Linked DNA regions of Mus musculus: region 2 is linked to region 1. The links are chromatin contacts, called in public promoter capture Hi-C maps. All regions are on one chromosome and are shown on one strand. The core of a region is the stretch at or near the end of the contact, and the rest is flanking DNA. Distances in the headings are between cores, read along the strand shown. Region 1 holds the start of Nop16 (NOP16 nucleolar protein). Region 2 holds the start of B4galt7 (xylosylprotein beta1,4-galactosyltransferase, polypeptide 7 (galactosyltransferase I)).

Region 1 (4,260 bases), core at 1,097-3,596:
GGCTGAGTGTACACTTAGCATTCAAGAGGCCCAGGGTTCAATTTCCAACACACAAATAAAAAATGACAAGGGGCTAGAGAGATGGCTCAGCAGTTAAGAGCACTGACTGCTCTTCCAGAGGGCCTGAGTTCAATTCCCAGCAATCAGGTGGTGGCTCACAACCCTCTGTAATGGGATCCGATGCCCCCTTCTGGTGTGTCTGAACACGCTACAGTGTACTCCATATGCATACAATAAAAATAAATTAATTAAAAAAAATACACACACACAATAAACCTACAACAGGTAGGGAAAAGGTTAGGCAAGGATTCAAGAATATTCTCAGCCCGGTGTGGTGGCGCAAACCTTTAATCCCAGCACTTGGGAGACAGAGGCAGGAGGATTTCTGTTCGAGGACAGCCTGGTCTACAGAGTGAGTTCCAGGACAGCCAGGGCTACACAGAGAAACCCTGTCTTGAAACAAACAAACAAACAAACAAACAAACAAAGAATATTCTCTTTCCTGCAGGGTGTGTGCCTCTCTCTACAGCAGGAACACATGGGGAGTAAATGTATCACTGGACAGACTAAATGACAGGCCAAGCTCTCGAGTCATGAGAAACTGGGCACAAGCCTGAGACCTTCTTCTTCGTCCTTTCAGACACCCAGTTCTAGCTTGTATGAGCGTCTACTACCTTAGTTCATCCATTGAAATCTCATCAATATTAGCTGGAAAACAACTCAGCCAGGGCACAGTACTACTTGTGAACCCTGGACTTCTTCGTTTCTCTCTCTTTGAATCTTGGGCTCTCTGGCTGTAGAGTGAAGAGTCAGAGTGCCCTTTCTACATGAGAGAGGACAGGACGGTAGAAGAACACAGCCCACACTCACCATTTACCACATAGGGCTTCCGTACAAGATCCCGGGGTCGCTCCTCCGTGTCTACCTCCATGGCCTTTACCTGTAAAGAACAGGTTTGAGACCAACAGACAAGCACCTTTGGTCAGAGTTTGACCAACGTTAGGGAAGGACATTCCCTATGGAAACACAACTATGTCTTGTATCAGAAAATCCTTGCCCAAAGTCACTAGAACCAGATCACACCACACACGGTATGTTCATGCTCACACTCACATGTCATACCACACACAGTATGCTCATGCTCACACTCACATGTCACACCACACATGGTATGTTAATGCTCACACTCACATGTCACACCACACATGATATGTTCATACAGTTGCATATGACACCCACAGTAATATTTTTAACAAGCAATTCATCTTTCTGCCTATATCTATGCTTTCCTTACTCTGCTGTGTAGTAGCACCACAAAAACCATGTGCATGAAGAGCGCTTTATAAGTTACAGGGAGCCATGTCCGATAGCTTCTTCATGGGGAGGACTTACCTGCCAGTGCTTAGTTATAATTTTACTAAAAAAAAAAAAAAAAAAAAAAAAACTCTTGGGGTAAGCCGGGGGGTGTTGGTGCACGCCTTTAATCCCAGCACTTGGGAGGCAGAGGCAGGCAGATTTCTGAGTTCGAGGCCAGCCTGGTCTACAAAGTAAGTTCCAGCACAGCCAGGGCTATACAGAAAAACCCTGTCTCGAAAAACGAAAAAACAACAAAACAAAAAAAACCCCTCAAGCTCTGGGGGACAGAAAAAGATACATTCTAGAAAATTCCACTGACCTGAGAAGAAATGGTAAGCAGAGGAGGGGGCGTGAATAAAGGAGGTCGTTAAAGGTCTTTGACCAGAATTAGTGCAAGCAAAATGACTTTATCACAAATATGGGAAGTAAGTGTGTGTGTGTGTGTGTGAGAGAGAGAGAGAGAGAGAGAGAGAGAGAGAACAAATTCTGAAACTCTGCTCAGTGAAGGAACGTCAGGTGGGAAGGAAAATAGGAAGCGGCTAGTGTGGAGATGGGGAAAGTGCTTTGCGTTATCAGTACCTTCTTCTTACGGAGGGGAACCGCCTTGTTGGGGTCCATGGCCAACCCCATCTCCGCCAGGTTCTGCCGCACGGATTTGGTGTGGTCCCAGGCATGTCGTATGTGGGAACTAACATCAAAGAGAGAGAGAGAAATCGAGATTCTGTCACCTCACCTTAGATCCCAGCCCAGGCCCCCGCCTCCAAACTGGCCCCTCACCACTCAATCCGTGGCGCTGCCTTCCGACGAGCATTCCGGTTCAGACGCTTTCGGTTGACGTTGTAACCGAACTTCTGCCTCCGAGTCTTTCCCTTAGCCTTGGGCATCTCGCTAACTGCCCCAACAGCAGCTCAAACCCTTGAAACAGCAGCTCAAACTCAAGAACCACGCTCTCAGAGCCGCGTGTTAATAGTCTCCGTCCACCCGTGCGCGCAAGGATTCTTGGGAAATGTAGTTTTAGTAGTTAGTGCCTCCACATTCACTTACTACAACTCCCAGAAAGCAACGGGCAATGGCGCCTGCGTGCTACACTCAGCAAGCTATTTCCCCGCCCCGTAGTGACCTCATCAGAAGGCGGGGTCCGGTGTCCGGATTTGTGTCCTACCTATTTCTGTGCTGGTGGGTATGGCGGCTCCCGGTCCTGTGAGTCCAGAGGCGCCTTTTGATCCGTCCAAGCCCCCAGTTATCGAGGGCTTCAGCCCCACGGTCTACTCCAACCCAGAGGGCTTTAAGGAAAAGTTTATTCGCAAGACCCGTGAGAACCCAATGGTGCCTATAGGTAAGTGTGTGCTGTAGGAACGGAAGACCGAGAGGACAGCGGTTTCGTAGGGAAAGGAAATAGGGGTGGATCAAGTAAGCCTGGGGTTTGGGAAGGGGAGCGGACCAGAGGTGTGACGAAATGACGGTGCGGGGTGGGGGGTGACTGAAACGAATCGGAATGCATTGCGGGGCTTGGGACTAGATGAAGCAGACTGTAGAACTGCCCTCCTGTTGTGGCTCTGGGAAAGCTGGGACGGGCTACATCCTTAAGGGACCTGCAGGACCCGACCTGTTGCCTCCCGCGTGTGTTGTCCTCTCCCCAGGCTGTCTGGGGACGGCGGCTGCCCTCACCTATGGCCTTTACTGCTTCCACCGCGGCCAGAGCCACCGATCCCAACTCATGATGCGCACCCGGATCGCTGCACAGGGTTTCACGGTCGTAGCCATCTTGTTGGGGTTAGCGGCATCTGCTATGAAGTCTCAAGCCTGAGTATAGCCGGGTCTTAAAGCGCCATGGAAACCATTACAAAACCCAGGAACAACAGACATCCCTGTCAGACTTGCTCCCTCCGTTTCAGACCGGACCTTATTGTCATTTGGGTGAGGAAGTGGCCGATTTTGTAACTGATTTGCGCTTCCACCGCTGCCCCCTCCCGCTCCCAAAATCCCAGGTTCATTTCAGTTGGGTTGCATGCTTCTATTTGTGATGCGTCCCCTTAATTACTTAATAAAAGCTTATTACACTTGTATGTGATGAACTATTTCTTAATCTCATTCCTACGATCAAAACCATGATTTTTCCTTTAAATTTTTAAGAGGGAACAGGCTGTCAGTAGGACTGGCCTTTAAAAATCAGCTAGGTCTGACAGTGCATGCCTATTGCCTTAACTGTTCTGAAGGTTGAGGGAGAAGAAAGAATCTTGCCTGACTGCACATGACTTCAAGAGTTCAAGATCACCGGGCAGTGGTGGCACATGCCTTTAATCCCAGCGCTTGGGAGGCAGAGGCAGGTGGGTTTCTGAGTTTGAGGCCAGCCTAGTCTACAGAGTGAGTTCCAGGACAGCCAGGGCTATACAGAGCCTGTCTCGAAACCCTGTCTCGGAAAAAAAAAAAAATGCAAGATCACTCAGTAGAGTAACTTAGACTCTGTATCATTTAAAATGGCCTGAGGGTACAGCTCAGCAGTACAGTACATAGTGATTGTGAGGCCGGAGGTTTATTCTCCAGTTGTGAAAGAGGAACATAGAGCCTAGTGCTATCCAAACTTTCCTCGGCACTGTCAAGTTACTTGGGGCACTGGTTAAAAGTAGAGATTCCCAAATGTTCATTCTTGGGATTCTAATTCAGTGAGCTGTTTGATGTAATACGGGAAAGTTTGCCAGCAATTTCCAAGTTTCTGTAGCCTGTAGATGAGGCCTGTCGTGGTCCTGTTGTGAGTCAGGATGTTCAAACACACACCACCACCATTCTTTGACTACTTCTCTTACTCCGGTGCAGCCTCCTCTGCGACCCTCCACTCTGCTGATCTCTTTACCACTCCAGCTTTTGACACAGGCGTCTCAAAGGCATTTGTGATCTGTAGTCACT
Region 2 (4,260 bases), core at 900-3,399, 1.0 Mb after region 1:
ATATAAGTATACTGTAGCTGTCCTCAGGCACACCAGAAAAGGGCATCAGATATCATTACAGATGGTTGTGAGCCACCATGCGGCTGCTGGGATTTGAACTCAGGACCTTCAGAATAGCAGTCAGTGCTCCTAACTGCTGAGCCATCTCTCCAGCCCTGTAGTTACTCTTGGTGGGTGTGATGATACTTGGACTTAAGAGAATGGAACAAGGCCAGACGTGATGGTGCACAACTTTAATAGCAGCACTCAGGAGGCAGAGGCAGGTAGATCTCTGTGAGTTCAAGGCCAGCCTGGTCTATGTAGTGAATCCAGGACAGCCAAGGCTATTACACAGAGAAGCCATGTCTGGAAAAAACAAAAAGAGGGTGGGTGGGAGTAGTAACTTCCAGAGGGCACAAGGCCTCACACTCCAGGGTAGTCTCCACCTGTGAACATCACGATCTCCATCCTTGCTATGGTTTCTTGTAGCGGGCAGGTGCTGACGGGTTTGTCAAAACCATCTGACATTGCTCACCAAGAGTGCCAAGTGTCAACATGACAAATAACGGAACACTGATTTAAAAGCAGTTCATTTGGGTTTGTTTTGTTTTTTTCGAGACAGGGTTTCTCTGTACAGCCTTGGCTGTCCTGGAACTCACTTTGTAAACCAGGCTGGCCTCAAACTCAGAAATCTGCCTGCCTCTGCCTTCCGAGTGCTGGGATTAAAGGCGTGTGCCACCACCGCCTGGCTAATTTGGGTTTTTATGTAAAATTTAGTTTCTTGAGTTTGAGGTCTAACACTAGAGCAACAGGTCACCTGACTGTCTTATCGCCTGATGGCCCTGCCTAACTGGTCTCTGCAGGAGGTCAATCCTGCCTTTAAGATCTGCCACATCAGGCTGGAGAGATGACTCAGTGGTTAAGAGCACTGACTGATCTTCCAGAGGTCCTGAGTTCAATTCCCAGCAACCACATGGTGTCTCACAACCGTCTGTAATGGGCATCCGATGCCTTCTGATGTGTCTGAAGAGAGTGACAGTGTACTCACATATATAAAATAAATCTTAAAAGAAAATTAAAAAAAAAAAAAAGGTCTGCCCCATCTATGGTTGACTTGGTAAGTTTCTGGTGTGGGATGCAGAGCCCTAGGTGAGCCACAGAGCAAATCATTGAGTTGTGTTTGTTAGGGTTTAAGAGGGGAAAGAAAGTTAAGAACAATTAACTTAACCAATAGTGAAGATCTACCTTGAAACAATGCACTTGAAATTGGAGATCATGGATTGTGGCTGGAAAGATTGTGCACACAAACCAATGACCTGCCTGTGCCTTGGTCCTTTCATCTTCACAATGGAAATAATACCTATTCATAAAGACTGAATAAAAGCACAGCCATAAAGAACTTAGAACAGGAGCTGGAGAGATGGCTCGATGCTCTTCCAGAGGTCCTGAGTTCAAATCTCAGCAACCACATGGTGGCTCACGGGCTGACAACCATCCGTAATGAGATCTGATGCCCTCTCCTGGACTGTCTGAAGTCAGCTACAGTGTACTTACATATAATAACTAAATCTTAAAAAAAAATGAGTAGCACAAAGTAAAACTTAATAAATGTTAGGTACTTATTAGAATATTAAATTTTGCCTGAAAGAACAGACATGAAGTCTAGTAACTGCCTCTCTTTTCCCAGGTGGGGAAGAGGGGAAGAGAGTAGATAAATTCACACAGGCAAAGAGGCGGCTCAGTCTCCTATTCATTCCTTAGGTTCTCAAATCGGACGACAGCATTTATATAGTGTGACTGTGCCAAGCACTGCACCAAATGGGTTTTCGTTTCCTACAATGACCACACAGAATACGAACAATTTATATAACCCAAGTGATGAAACCGTCACAGAGAAATCGACTCGCCTCAGCGTTGTTAAATTATCAGAGCAGTGTTTGAAGCACAATCAGTCTTCCGAGATCAGCTCCGAATTCTGAACTGGATCTTATGCTCCAAGAGTACGTGCTTTCTCTGCTGGGCTGACCGTAGGAATGCTGCGATGATACCAGCCTTCACTTGGGGGAAAAAGGAGGAAGATGTACCTTATCCCAGACGTTCTGTTATGCAGTACACGTCTAGTTCCAGCTAGTCTCTAGCTTGTTTGGTCGCCTTTGACTTGGGTGATGGGAGGGAACTCCCTTTCTTGTGACATCCAGTGGGCCCTTGTATGTAGTGAGAACCTAGCTAGGTCCCGCCATCGGTTCTCCAGACAGCAGAACCTTATAAGCTGTGGCTCTGAGGTGCAGCCGGCCCAACCGGAGGGACGGACTCGGCGGACCGGGGGGCGGGGCGGGGGCGGAGACGCCGCGTAGGCTGGGCAGGCCGGGCAGCGGGGCTTTGAGCCAGAGCCCCATGTCCTGCTGTGTCCCGCCACGATGTTGCCCTCCCGGAGGAAAGCGGCGCAGCTGCCCTGGGAGGATGGCAGGTGAGCGGCCGCAACGGGCAGGAGCCGCGTCCCCCTGGGTGCCATTCCTTTTCTCGACCTCCTGCAAATCTTAGCAGCCCTACGCTGTCGCATCTGGGTTTCTGGGGGTCACCCTGAGTGTTTGTGGTTCTCTGGGGGTGGGGGGAACGTCATTGGTATTGTCTGCACGGCTCTCTTTTCCTACTAGCTTCTATTCTGCGCGTCCCTGTGTCTGGGTCTCTGCCTTGCTCTCTCCATTGATCTTTTTGTTTGGACCGCGAACTAGTCCAGTGGCTCTCAACCTGTGGGTCGCGGCCCCCTTGGGTTGCATATATCAGACATTTATGTTACGATTCATAACAATAACAAAACCACAAATGTGGAATAACGACGACATTTATGGTTGGGGACCACCACAACCGTGAGGAGTTGTATAAAAGGGCTGCAGCAGTAGGAAGGCTGAGAACCACTCTTTCTCCTGTGCCTTTGTGTGTTTGTCTGTCTGTTTTCATGTAGCAGATGATTCTGTTCGTTTCTTACAGCGGATCTCTCTGTGTTGTGGCGCTGAAGGTCTTTATTTATTTATTTATTTATTTTCTGTCTGCCCCGTCATATCCATGTGACTTCAAATCCTATCCTTCGCCTTCATGCCCTCTCATACTTTGCGGTTGGCCGGGAAGATCACACCAGACAGAGCTTCCTGTGTTCTCTTCCTGGTTGGTTAGCCATTGCCTGTCTTATACTAGACACACCCAGTAGTTCATTTCCTGTGCTGCTGTACTTGTGTGGGGGTCTGCTTTAAGTGTTAGGTGTGAGTCTGGCTCATACCCGAGTTTAAGATATTTCTCACTGAAACAGAATGGCGGAGGTGATTTTCCTGCCTAGATTTATGGGGCATTACACTTTTAGGCTTGAAGCATCTTTTTGTTTGGACCTTGGGCTAGTCCAGTGGTTCTCAACCTGTGGGTCGCGCCCCCCCATGGGTTGCATACATCAGATATTTATATTATGATCCATAACAATAACAAAGTCACAGGTATGGAGGAACAATGTAATTTATGGTTGGGGGCCCCCATTTTCTTTCCCCCAACACGTTAGTGTATATTCACTTAATGAATGACACATTTGTTAGATATTGTAAGGCTCTAGAATTTAGTGGACACACTTTTGGGGTGTTTGTTTCTTTTTCTTTTTCTTTTCTTTTTTTTTTTCAGATTTGGTGTTAAAAGGTGACAGTAATATAGTAGAAGCATGGTCCATGGTGGCCAGAAATAGACCACTTAATTTTTCTGACCTCGGTTTTCCATCTCTGAAATGAATATCATAATATCTACTTGTAAGGGCTCATTGAAGAATGGTGAAGATAGTTTATAGAGGAGAATTGCCATCTTCTGATCATTTTCTGTTATTGTGTTCTCAGAAAAATAGATTGATGTCCATTCAGTGCTTTTGACACAGTGGCAAAGATTCATGGGACATATATAAAATAGTGTAGTAACTGGGTGGTAGCTCTAGTGCGAGCTTACTTGGGTTTGAAGCACCCCTAACTAGCTTTAGGTAAAGGAGACCATCCCTTTTCTAAATCATCCCTGAGAACCTGAGTGTGGGAGCAGCCAGTACTGCAGTTCTGAAGATGACCACCAGGTGGCACCAGCAGCCTCTGTTGTCTGTGTTCAGTATCATCACTTTTACTGATAAAATTGGGACCCTCAGTGGTTTTGGCTTTTAGAGCAAAGAGTGAGAGTGTCCTTGGGCACACGTTCTTTTTGTTTGTTTGTTTTTTGTTTTTCGAGACAGGGTTTCTCTGTGTAGCCCTGGCTGTCCTGGAACTCAGT

The links. Capture Hi-C pulls out chosen DNA fragments and counts their contacts.
Region 2: a promoter capture Hi-C map of liver shows a contact between it and region 1, with 3 times the contacts expected there. The contact joins the promoter of B4galt7 here to the promoter of Nop16 in region 1. A contact is called at or near these places in 2 of 39 promoter capture datasets (the C10 cell line and liver), 1 of 115 datasets of contacts at active chromatin or transcription factors (astrocytes) and 1 of 9 other capture datasets (liver).

Annotation. Positions count from the first base shown.
Region 1 is chr13:54,587,728-54,591,987 of GRCm38.p6, forward strand. It overlaps Nop16 (NOP16 nucleolar protein), which reads right to left and starts at 2,347. Exons shown (of 5, transcript NM_178605.4): 1 at 2,134-2,347; 2 at 1,936-2,044; 3 at 871-940. The coding sequence starts at 2,240. Higd2a (HIG1 domain family, member 2A) reads left to right here and starts at 2,504. Exons shown (of 2, transcript NM_025933.3): 1 at 2,504-2,692; 2 at 2,997-3,420. The coding sequence starts at 2,539. The coding sequence ends at 3,163.
Region 2 is chr13:55,597,747-55,602,006 of GRCm38.p6, forward strand. It overlaps B4galt7 (xylosylprotein beta1,4-galactosyltransferase, polypeptide 7 (galactosyltransferase I)), which reads left to right and starts at 2,150. Exons shown (of 6, transcript NM_146045.2): 1 at 2,150-2,446. The coding sequence starts at 2,397.